Regions from separate parts of the Triticum aestivum genome. Here region 2 is linked to region 1. The links are chromatin contacts, called in public Hi-C maps. All regions are on one chromosome and are shown on one strand. The core of a region is the stretch at or near the end of the contact, and the rest is flanking DNA. Distances in the headings are between cores, read along the strand shown.

Region 1 (6,090 bases), core at 1,489-3,988:
GCGCGGGGAAGAGGAGAAGGAGGGGGGCTCACGGGAGGTTGTAGGGCACGGGGCAATGGGGCGCGGGGACGACGGGGTGGCGGTCCGACGAGGTGGCGGCGCGGCGATCTGCGTTGGCGTCCAGGCGTGGCGGCGAGGCGGGAGGGTGACGGTGACGAGGCCCTCAGGCGGCAGCGTGGTGACGGCAGGCGAGGCCGATGGCGTGCGGCGAAGGAGCAGTGGGGCGGGGCAGTCCGGCGATGGCGGGGCGGCGTCGGATTGGGCGCCGACGTCGGGCTTGGGGGCGACGGGATCGGGGCGGCGTGCGTTGGAGCGCCCCCGATCCAGATCGCGCGGGGGGGGGGGGGGGGAGTGGGGGAGTTAGGTTAGGGTTTGTGGGGTGAGGGGTTATACAGGGGCACCGGGTGGGCCGGCCTGACTGGTTTCGGCCAGTTGGGCCAAGGCCCAGTGGGAAAAAAGGGGCTCACTTTTCTTTGTTTTGTTTTTTTATTTAATTTAATTTTCTATTTTATTTTATTTTTGTTTTAGTAAAATACCAAAATGGCACCTAATTTGACGTTACCAAATATGCCATAACCACACTAACTTGCTACCCAAACTAAAATAGCTTCGTAATTATTTAATATTTAAAAGTATTTACATCATGGTTTTCGCTACTATTTTATTCATCTAATAGTATTTAACTATTTTATAAATGTGAGGTTTCTCCACCATAATTACCTATGCATTATTTGGTTCACTCTGAACATTTTAGTTTCAATTCAAAAACTTTTATTGTTTGCTTGATTTTGGATTTAAATTTGAATTTTGGACCGGTTTTGATCTAGCGCGAGATTAGCAATAGTAACCAAGGTGACGTGGCGACATTAACGTGGGATTACTGTAGCCTAATTATCCGGGCGTCACAGAGTCTCTTCCAGCCAACTTTCAATCACACTCAGTGTGCAAGCACGCTTGGCACAAAGATGAGCTGGATAGTTTGCTGACCGGATTACATGAAGAATATCAAAGGAAGAAAAAACAGTAGCTAGCTCTCCTATTTCATAAAACAAAGGTGCCATGACCGAAAAGGAATCGTGGTGATTTTTCCAGAGTTCCAAACCTCCAGGCAATCTGTTTCGATGATCACATCCTGAAAGCCCCTGAGCTTCGCAAAGCGCACGCCTTCTCGAACAGACATGGCTTCAGCTATAAGAGGATCAGTGACGCCCACAAGGGGTTTGCTCCAAGCTCCCAAGAGGCGACCTGCTGAGCGAGCCACCCCTCTCGCTCCACCGTTGCCACCATCAAAATGAATTGCCGCGTCGGTGTTTATTTTGATGATTGTACCATCAGGGGGCCGCCACCCATAACCTGGCAAGATTTTCAGGTCTTGCCGAGGTATATCCAAGATCGCAAGATCTTCTTTGATGCGCCTCACAGAAGTAGACGGGTCAATCTTCTCCTGATCATGAGTGGGACGATTCCGAGAGTGCCAGATCGCCTACATTACTGTGACTGTGATCGCTCGCTCCCTCTCTGAGAACAGTTGGTCACATAAGATATCACGAGACCAAGTATTGGGGTGCAGCTTCGGTAAGGTAAAATCAAAGAGCATTTGAGCTTGTACCCAGAACTGCTTTGCATGCGAACAATGAACAAGGGCATGTGCCAAGTCCTTCACAAGTAATTCATAAGCACTGATCTCATTCTCCTCTAAAAAAACTTGTCTATTATACATGTACACGCTGTATTCAGAGGAGTGGGCAACAATTTAACGCCCCCGGGCAAAAATACACCATCGCAAACAATGGTAACACATCAATGGCATCATTCAGGTTCAGGCACAGCCAGGTCAACAGGGAACGCATGCAAAACTAACCACGTAGTACTAAGCTGTAAGCTGGAGGCGGCTCGCTCCCTGGCTTCTCTGTCGTCGGCCCATGGAAAGGGGCGACGACGAGTCGGCGGAGCCGTTGAGCGCCATGGACGCGACGGCCTTGGCCCACGCCATGAGCTCCCTCTTCATCCGCTCCTCGTCGCCCCAGATCACCGGATCCACGAGCTGATCCTTGCCTGTGGCGATCAGCAACGCCGGCGCCTCCACGACGTCGCCGGCGACCGCGAGTGGCCGGAAGATCTCGGCTCCCGTGGCCATGCCCGCACAGCACTCCGGCGGAGCAGTGCGAGCTGCCTTTCGCGAGCCGTACCGCTTCCGATCGCCGATGGCAAGCGAGCGGTGGCTGCGGATTTGCAGAGAGCTTAAGAGTGTTGTGCGTGGAGGAAGGTGGCAGCAGTAGGCCTATGGCGAGGATGAACAGCGCTGCCCGGTTTTATATGCGCCTCCGGAGGCCGGCCGGCCGGGGTTGTCAGGCGTGTGTGGCGCCCGGAGCACCGCGTGCGCTAGGGTCGGGTTCTGGAGGGGAGTTGGTTATGGCGTCGCCGTCGGGCGGAATGGGACGGACGCGCTGATTGACTTCCAGACACACGCACGACGCTGCCTGCTCTGCTCCGTGTACGAATGGTCCGCGGAGAAGAAGCGGCTCATGAATTTTATAATTTCAGATGTGTCTGCCCTTTGTTTTCACATCTTTGTTTTTTATTGTAGCTTTGTGGACGGACTGATCCGATACTTCTCAAAGTCCAAGATACGTACTCCGGGCCACGGATTTTCGTACGTGCGCTTGACAGTGACGCCTGGATCGTGCCCCGCGCCCATGCAGCATTGGCTGTGGTTATTTCGGCCGGCTCAGGTGAGAAAGGAAACGAAAGTCCGTTCCACCATACCCGCGGGACCCGCCTGCAGTGTGTGGCACACGGGGTGCCTGCCCCCACGCAGCATTTAACACGTGGTGATGGCCAGCCAGCAGCTTTCAGATTACTGTTTTGCTGGAGTTGCTGAGAAACATGAGATGGAGACGAGTTTGGCGGTAGCACGGAGAAGTCAAGAGAATGATCTTGCTAATTGTACGTTACATAAAAATATGCCTTCTTTTTTGGAGAATATGTCGAAGGGTGTTGCTACATAAAAAAACTGAAAAAAAAATTTGTGTATGAATCTTCATGCAAGATCAAAGAAGAGCATCGACTGAGACATAATAAAGTCTTAATCGACTGAGACTTAGCAAAACTATATGTCAAAACACAATACCCTGATGGAATATGAAACACTCAATTTAGTGTCAACGTGCTATTAAGCAGGCTCTCGGTAGTTGTCTAATGTTAAGCTAGGCTTAGTTCGCACCCACTCGTCTTGTGAAATATCTCGGGTTCATCGCACGCAACTATCTTGCTCACGTAAGTGACGATCTCGCTAGGAAGATTAATCTGAGGAGCATATCGATCGACAGCGAGCGCCATTCAATAGGATCGATTGAGTACGAAATCCGTATATTCTTCGCACCTGATTTGACCGACGTTGGCGTGACGCCCTTAAGTACTAAAAACTGTACCATCAGGTCCATCTTCCGTTCATAGTGTAAAAAACACTTATATTATGGAACGGAGGGAGTAAGTACGACACAGACAAATATATTTGTCACATTCGAACAGCTCAAGAGCCTCGTCTCCTAGCGGCCAAACCGGAACACTACGGTGGAGATTCATTACAACGACGCCAATGAACCAAAATCGCGGAGGCTGCTTGCAACTTGTTTCTGCTGATAGTGTTGCGAGATCGCCCTCGAGCGCAAGTAAACACACACACGATGCTACCTGCTCTGTGCACGAATGGTCTGTAGGAAGAAGCGTCTGAAAACGTTTTACTGAATTTTCTAAGTCCACGTCATGTTACATGTGTGCCTGCCCTCAACTTCACAACTTTCTAAGTCCACAGCAGGAGCGCGATGCCTAGAGCCCCCTTTTAAGGATAATGTAGCGAGAGATTAGCCCTTCTGGTAGCTTAGCCTACCTTATTTTCACTTTGCACTCTCATGTAACCATGATCACTTGATCCCCACAGTTTTCCCGCTGCTTTCTCCTAAATCAATGAAGCCGGTTACCCCGGATCTTTCAAAAAAAAAACTTCACAACTTTCTTTTTATTGTGGCGTCGTGAACAGACCGATCCATACCGGTTTTGCTTCTCGAATGGATTTTGACAGCTCCATCTCATTTTTTTCGCGAATACGCAAAGCTTGCGTATCTTTCATTGATAGAAGGAGAAGAATGAGTATAAATGAGGGTGCAACACATGATACGGACGCAGCCACGCAGGTAGACATGAACATGGTGTCCGGAGCAGAGAGAAGGGGATGCTCGGCCCAAACGGAGGATAAACCAAAGCTAGACCTACCAAACCCGAACCGAGCGGCAATGCCGAACCAACACAAGAATACCAACATCGATCGAGGCAGAATCGGGGACACCGCGAGCTCGCAAGATAGCGCCTTCAAGAAGGAAGACGACGCTGGGACGCCATCGCTATCCGGTCCAGGGGAGTCGGACCGGGGGTTTCCCCTGAGCTCGAAGAGGGGCGCAGCTGAAGGCCTTGACAACGCCTCCAAGAAGGAAGCGACACCCACGGGCGCCGCCACTGCCAGCACCGGCAAGCCGACCAGGGATCTCTCCCTGGCTTGAAGCTGAGCAATCCCATAGCCGCCGAGTCTGAAATCGAAGATGAGGAAGCCAAAGTTGGTCGGAACCACCATGTTGGAGGGGGTTGGCGGGGCTGCACTTGCCGTCGGAAGGTGGGACCGGCATCGAACCCATGAGCACTGGATCTAGCAAAAGGTGGAGGCTTTGAGGCGAACAGGGTAGGGCTGGCAACGAAGCAAGACCCCACAGGTGGATCTAGACGGCGGTGTCCAGCAACGCCGGCGAACTAGGACTGGAAAGACGCATATCTGAGCTGCCGTGGCCTTAGCCGTTGTGACGTCGACGAGCCGAGTGAGCTGGAGGGGACGCAACTACACGGTCGCCGAGGCCGGAGCTACCCGGCAGAGGACGCCGGCAGCTGGGGACACCGGAGGGACGCGGGCCCGAGGCCGCCGGGACCGAAACAACACCAGCAGTGATCCGCCGCGAGGAGCCCTGAGTCAGCCACACCACAGAAGCATCCCCGCCTCCGCGCGAGAGCTATCATCGTGGCTCGGGGCGAGGGAGGGCCGCCGCCGGCCGGCAAGTCGGGGCAGCAGCCGGTGGAGGACACCCGAGAGATGCCAGGAGGGATCTCGGGGACGCCTGGGCGCAGGCGGAGAGGTGGAGGCGCGCGAGGGGAGGAGGCGTCCGCGGCGGCCAGGAGCGGGGGAGGGGGCGAGGCTGGCCGGAGCCGCGCGGGGCGGCCGTCGGGGGGCCGGAGCCGGCGTCGCCGGGCCAGCAGGAGATAGCCGCCGGGAGGGGGAGGCGCGGGGTGGTGGGTGGGTGGGCTTGGGGGCATGACGAGCCAGATCCGCCCCACCGACACCTTCCTGGGGTCCGGCGTGGCTTCGCCGGCCGGCCCTCCGGCGGCGGCGACGCGGGGGTGGGGGCAGGGAAGGGACCTCGCTGACGGCGGCTAGGGTTCCCCCAGTGTCGCCAGAGCTGGATGACGCGGGGGTCGGGAACTCTCAGATCTCAGCTTGCCAGGACGATCGACCACCTTGAAGTTCAAGGAGTTGCGTTTGGAAATACTGCCGCTCCATCTTATTTCCAATGTTTGATTGCCACGAAATGCTCCAAAACGAATCGTAACTGAAGTCCCACTGTAGGCAAACGAACATTGAGATTTCGGTGAGATCATCCTTCATCCAGTTGCCATATCTCCGAACCAGGGGTGGCTGCACGATCAGCGATGATCTTCCAACGTACGCTTGATAGTTGACAGTGACACCTGGATCGTTCCCCGTGCGCGAGCAGCATGGCTGAGTATTTCGGTCAGCTTCCAAAGGAAACAGAAGTCGGCTTCATTTCAAGATACCGCGGGACCACTTGCAGTGTGTGCCGGGGCAGTGTCAGGGGATAAAATGTGCTTGGGGTCTGCATCTTCGTGGCCAGGTTACAGCGTCACGGGATCGATCTGCAGCTGTGGTTTATGTATGTACTATGAGCATCCTAATTGTATTCATTCGAATCAAGAGCTCTTGGTTTAAGTTTCTTCATCCCATTTTTTTGGATGAAAGATTTTTTACGCATG
Region 2 (5,550 bases), core at 2,085-4,584, 34 kb before region 1:
CCTGTTTCAGATTGGCATCGATATTGAAGAAAAGAAGCGGAAGACAACCAAGAGTATTTTATCTCTTGCTCGTCGTTTTTCACCGCTTCGGAAGCTGATTATCTCGCTGAGATTTCTGATTCGTATGCTCAGGAAAAGGAATTCTTCAAACTATGGACTCTTAAAGTTAGTGAGGCTCTCTTTAGCCCTCTACTATATAGCCCTTTCGTATGCAAGCACTTCATTGCACGGTACATTGTGTAGAACATTGAGAAGTTATGGTATTTCTTACTACAAGGCTAGAATATATCAACTGCTCCATCACATAGTCTAAGATATCACCTAAACAGTTAAAACACGCTATGCATAAAATAGTTAGTAGGTAGTGTGTATACATCACTTTTAATGTGACCCATCCAAGCATGCATTATTTAGGCCGTTTAATGACAATACTGAACAAAAACACATGATTTCAGGATTATGATAGTAAACAACTCGTATCTTTGGACAAGAGGAATGCTAGAACACAAATTAATTTTATGCACTTGCGATATTAAATCAATCATTAAAATATCTGAATCAAAAAATAAATAGAACTTACCTCATTCTCCTAGTTGACTTTGTTGTTCTTTGCTATAGAATTTAGGTTTAATACATGTACCTAGTGCTAACTTGCTGCACCACATATAGTTGTGTTTAATAAATCAAATTGAAGCACACGTATGGGCATCTTATGAATGGTCCACTTGCCAAAAAGGAATGTTATGAGAAGAATTTGCACCAAATATTGCCCTATTTTGAATTAAGTATTCACAATTCTGGTTACTGATACGATGTTGCAAAATAAATTGCTTACATGGAAGCATTATTGATATCTAAATTTATAGGAAGCATATGTAAAGGCTCTTGGATTGGGTTTGTCAGGCGCTCCACTCAATGAATTTTCAATCAAGTTAGAAACAAGCAAGGGAATTCGGGTTTCTAAGGTAATGTAGTTTCGACATTCCCCCTTTGTTGTTTTTTTAACATATAATACATGTGTGAGGGAGCTTCAGAACCAATGGTCAGATGTCATGTTAAGAAAATTTTAAGAGTGCTGCTATGGGACGGTATACCGTTGGTTCATAAAACAACTGGGATAGCATCTCACCCTCTATTTTGTCCATATCTGTCAGCGGTTGAAATGTCTGCCACTCTCTCACACATATCCTGTCAACCTTGTTTTCTCACTGCACTGGATCCACCATGTTCCAAAATATTCAATAGAAGTTTCACACATGTTTTGCACATTTTGACGTGTTCTGCAGTAGGTTAATCAGGTTTTGTCGTACTCCAAACTATGTTTCACAAAACAATTCAATACATTTCATATGGATCTGAACCAATCCAATACTCCCTCCGTCCTTGAAAGAGTGTACTTCCAACTTTATTGGAAAGTCAAACAATTTTATGTTTGACCGTATTTATACAATAATAGACCAACATTTATGCCATCAAATTAGTAGCATTAGATTCATGATAAAATATATTTTCGTCATATACCAATTTGGTTTCACAATCATTGATATATTTTTGCACAAATTCGTTCAAACTTTAAGATAGTTTGACCCTCCAACAAAGTTGGAAGTACACTCTTTCAAGGACGGAGGGAGTAAATTTAAGAAAGCCTTGCGGTTGTTTGACATTTCCTTTATCATTTCTCAGATGTGTTTCACACTTCATGGTTCCATGCAAGATTCACAATAAATTCTCAAATTTCACAGAAGTGTCACATATTTACTAGCAGAAATCAATATTTCAATAGAAAAATAACGGGGTAAATCTCCAAATAAGAAAGCAAAATAAGAAGAAAGCAGAAATTAATATTACACGCGTGAGGTCTACCATGTGCTGTGCAATCACGCCGACACAATCGAGCCATTGCCTGCACACCAACTCAATGGTAGATGCCTATCCCCTTTTTTGGCTTTTGGATGGGAATACCGTCCTATATTGATTTACTTTTAAGGAAAAGTATCTGGTTTTATTGCATCATAGGACATCACAGAAATCAGGCGCATTAGGTTATTGCAAATTATATTTTGATCTGCCTTGACTTTTGTTGGATTTCCCAGGCATTGAAAGTATGTAACGATTCCAACTCTGGGTGTGATCACCTGTCTGAGGATTGGCTATTTGCACTCGCGGAGCTAAATAGTTCTCATTACATGGCAGTTTGTTTGGAGGCTGACTCAAGATGTCAAGGTTTGTATTGCCAGCCTGGGGACAAAGAGTTTGGTTATCTTCGTTCTTTCAGTCACTCCATTTACTATTGATGTATATATGTTTCAGGTCCTGAAAATAGTCCAGCGCCAGTAGGATTAAAAGTATGGAAGACCATACCATTTGTAGAAGACACACTTGTCTCTGGAACAGAAGCTGTTAAACTTGTTGCTTGACCGTACGATGTCACCAGATCACAGTATGATGCAAGATTTGGTGTTTCACCAAGTAGGAGGCTAAACACTGAGAATTCTTGAGGCGTCAGTTAACTCTCTATGCCCGCAATATTTGGGGTACTCAGGAATTTTGCAGGTTCTGCTTCACTTTTCCCCTCCTGTTGGTTCCCTGCGGCAGTCCTTTTTTTATCGATCTGGTTCGGCTTATGTACTTGCTGCCAGATTGCTCGTTGTTGATTTTTGACAACAATAAAAAATGTCATGTGATTTATTCGTCAATTATCTGGAAATCTCAGGGTGATCACTCGTGATTTTCGGGAGTATTAGAAGAATCAACTTTACAAATAACTGTTCATATGCTCTTGTGTTGAAACTGAAGTACTGAACCGATGATCTTAGGACAGTGTTGGATGTAAGCAGTTATTTGCAAAGCTGCCTTTTGTGTTTAGCACAAAAAACACGAGTTTAGCACATCCAACACAATACGTTTTTTGTGTTGGATATGCTAAATTCGTGTTTCTTGTGGGGAGAATCTCACGTTTTTGTTGGAAAAGTATGGTAGGCACCGAAACTGCGATTGCACTATGACAAGGTGGCTGACGTAGGTGAAGATAGTCATGGTGTAGCCCCAGTATCCACACACGTTGAATCGATATAATAGAACTGGAAACTACTTTTGTTTTTTCCCTTGAATCTTGCTGGAAACTGCTGCTACGTGCGCACTCGTGTATGTCCAGTTATCTCCAAGCTGACCTTTGAGAAGAGACGAGCGGCCATTGTCTCCATATCCATAAGCTAGCGTAGGGCACCTCAGCCTCCAACACATGGCTCCCCATGTGTCACGGTGCATGCAGCCCTACCTCTACACCCAGACCGATTATATTACCCTCCACCGCAACCCACGGACCCCAAAGGATATCCAACAACAACTACGGCAACATCCAACACCATGACGCTTCTCTTGCTGCACGCCTTGCTGCTTGCAAGCGCGGCTGTGGCAGCAGCAGCATCTGAGATCGGCGACACCGCAGGCGGCAACGCCACCACGGCTCAAGGCCTGTGCAACGGCGCCGGATGCCAGCCGCCGCCGCAGCCGCTGCCAATCTACGGCGGCCCTCCGCCGTCGCAGCCGTCGAGGACACCGCCCTCCCCGGGCATGCAGGCGCCGTGCCCGCCGGTGACACCCGTTTGCTGCGGCGGCCAAAACACGCCTCAGCAGCCGTACTACCAAGCGCCTCCGATCGGCTACCTTCCCTACTACAACGAGTCTGCTTCTTCCGTGCTCGTGCCACCGACTCCCGTCGCCGCCGTTGCGTATTACGTGATCGTACCATGTCTCTTGCTTTGGGTTATGGTGTAACGGTGAACACTGAAGCCTCGTCCAAAATCAAAAGAAGATGGGGACTCGCCATAAAGAAAGCTGTACTAGAAGAAAAGTGCGTCTTGCCGCACCGTTGTTCGCTTTGTCGTTGTAAAGCTGGTTCTATAGCGGAAGTACCTTCTCAAGCTCAAATGCTCCTGGCATGAATAGTAAAATTAAAAAAGTAGAAAATAATTTCAAAATATTCTGTTCTTTTGGCAAAGTTTAAGAAATGTTTAGGGTGATTGCAATGTTTTGTTATGACACATCGCATTGGTGGAAGCCATGGTAAAAAGGAAAAAAAATTCAGAGCTCAAAAATGCGTTCTAAAGTACCATCACTAGGTTTTTCTTTTTTTTTGCGCGCGAGTACCGGTTTTTTTGTTGGGATCCTCAAGAACAGTCTTTCGGAACTTGTGGTTGGGTGCTGCTACGAACCCATCTCAGCGATGCAACCAGCGGCCTCATCAGCCGGCACGCGATGCATAGGACAGCCACCACAATGTTTCCGGTCTCAACCAAAAAAGAAAAAGTTCAGCAAACAAGAAAATTCAAATCAAACTTTGGGGACCGAAACAAAAATGCAAACCAAGTCCAACTAAGAAGTAGATAAAAATATAGGCAAAACAAAACCAAGACCCAAAATAACTGATTTTTTTTTAAAGAAGATATAATTTAAATTCTGCATTCAGGATCAGATGGTAAATCACGGGGATGCCCAGTGTCGTAACAGGCTTATTGGGGCGGGCACCGCTCTCGCATAATTAGCGAGCGTGTACCACTCCTCATTTCCCATTGCTGCCTGAAGGATCATGCTTTTACCAGTCGCGCCTCGTCCCTTCTTAAAGACCTCCCCTCAACGCGCTCACTCCCTCCGGCCGAGGTGGGACTAATATGTCTGCAGCCTCGCTGAACCCTCGGTCCCTCGCTGCTGGACAACTTTTGAGGAGGCCAATTCTTAAACCTGCCACGGGCCGTCAGGCGTACACAAGTGGGCCGGTCATTAGGTAAAACATTTAGCCCACGCTTGTTAGCCTTCACGTTGCAGAAATAACAGGGTTTATAGATTAAGATCTAAAAATTCAACAAAGGGGATGTAGCTCAAATGGTAGAGCGCCCGCTTTGCATGCGGGAGGCACGGGGTTCGATCCCCCGCATCTCCATTCTTTTCTTTTGTTTCTTTTGGTTTATCTGGGCCTTAATTAAACAATTCACTTCATTTTTTTAGGGGAACTCTGAAGCTTTTTATTAACCGTCACAATGTTTTCTTTGTTTCTTCTGGTTTATCTAGGCCTTAATTAAACAATTCCTTTCATTTTTTTAGGGAGAAACAATTCACTTCATTTTTTAGGGAAACGTTGAAGCTTTCTCTTAACCGTCACAATGTTTTCTTTGTTTCTTCTGGTTTATCTGGGCCTTAATTAAACAATTCATTTCATTTTTTAGGGAGAAACAATTCACTTCATTTTTTAGGGGAACTCTGAAGCTTTTTATTACCGGTCACAATGTTTTCTTTGTTTCTTCTGGTTTATCTGTGCCTTAATTAAACAATTCCTTTCATTTTTTTAGGGAGAAACAATTCACTTCATTTTTTAGGGAAACGTTGAAGCTTTCTCTTAACCGTCACAATGTTTTCTTTGTTTCTTCTGGTTTATCTGGGCCTTAATTAAACAATTCATTTCATTTTTTAGGGAGAAACAATTCACTTCATTTTTTTAGGGAAACTCTGAAGCTTTTTATTAACCGTCACAATGTTTACATCGACGAACAAAAG

What was found. Hi-C and Micro-C count contacts between places; a contact is called where the count stands out from the background.
Region 2: a Hi-C map of leaf shows a contact between it and region 1, with 3 times the contacts expected there. The contact joins the promoter of LOC123168405 here to the enhancer-like site in region 1. A contact is called at or near these places in 2 of 5 Hi-C or Micro-C datasets (both in leaf).

Annotation. Positions count from the first base shown.
Region 1 is chr7D:136,414,854-136,420,943 of IWGSC CS RefSeq v2.1, reverse strand. No RefSeq gene overlaps it. Among protein-coding and RNA genes, the nearest start is that of LOC123166876, 17 kb to the left of the region's middle. Within about 2 kb of position 2,738, at least 3 of the 8 cell types and tissues checked have an H3K27ac peak or open chromatin away from gene starts, as enhancers often do. A contact at or near this core is called in leaf, where this site is marked.
Region 2 is chr7D:136,449,645-136,455,194 of IWGSC CS RefSeq v2.1, reverse strand. LOC123168405 (RNA-binding protein L-like) reads left to right here and starts at 3,334. Exons shown (of 1, transcript XM_044586279.1): 1 at 3,334-3,982. The coding sequence starts at 3,367. The coding sequence ends at 3,777. LOC123171705 (small nucleolar RNA Z279/snoR105/snoR108) reads right to left here and starts at 4,570; the gene lies at 4,467-4,570. It overlaps TRNAA-UGC (transfer RNA alanine (anticodon UGC)), which reads left to right and starts at 4,867; the gene lies at 4,867-4,939. It also overlaps the pseudogene LOC123164181.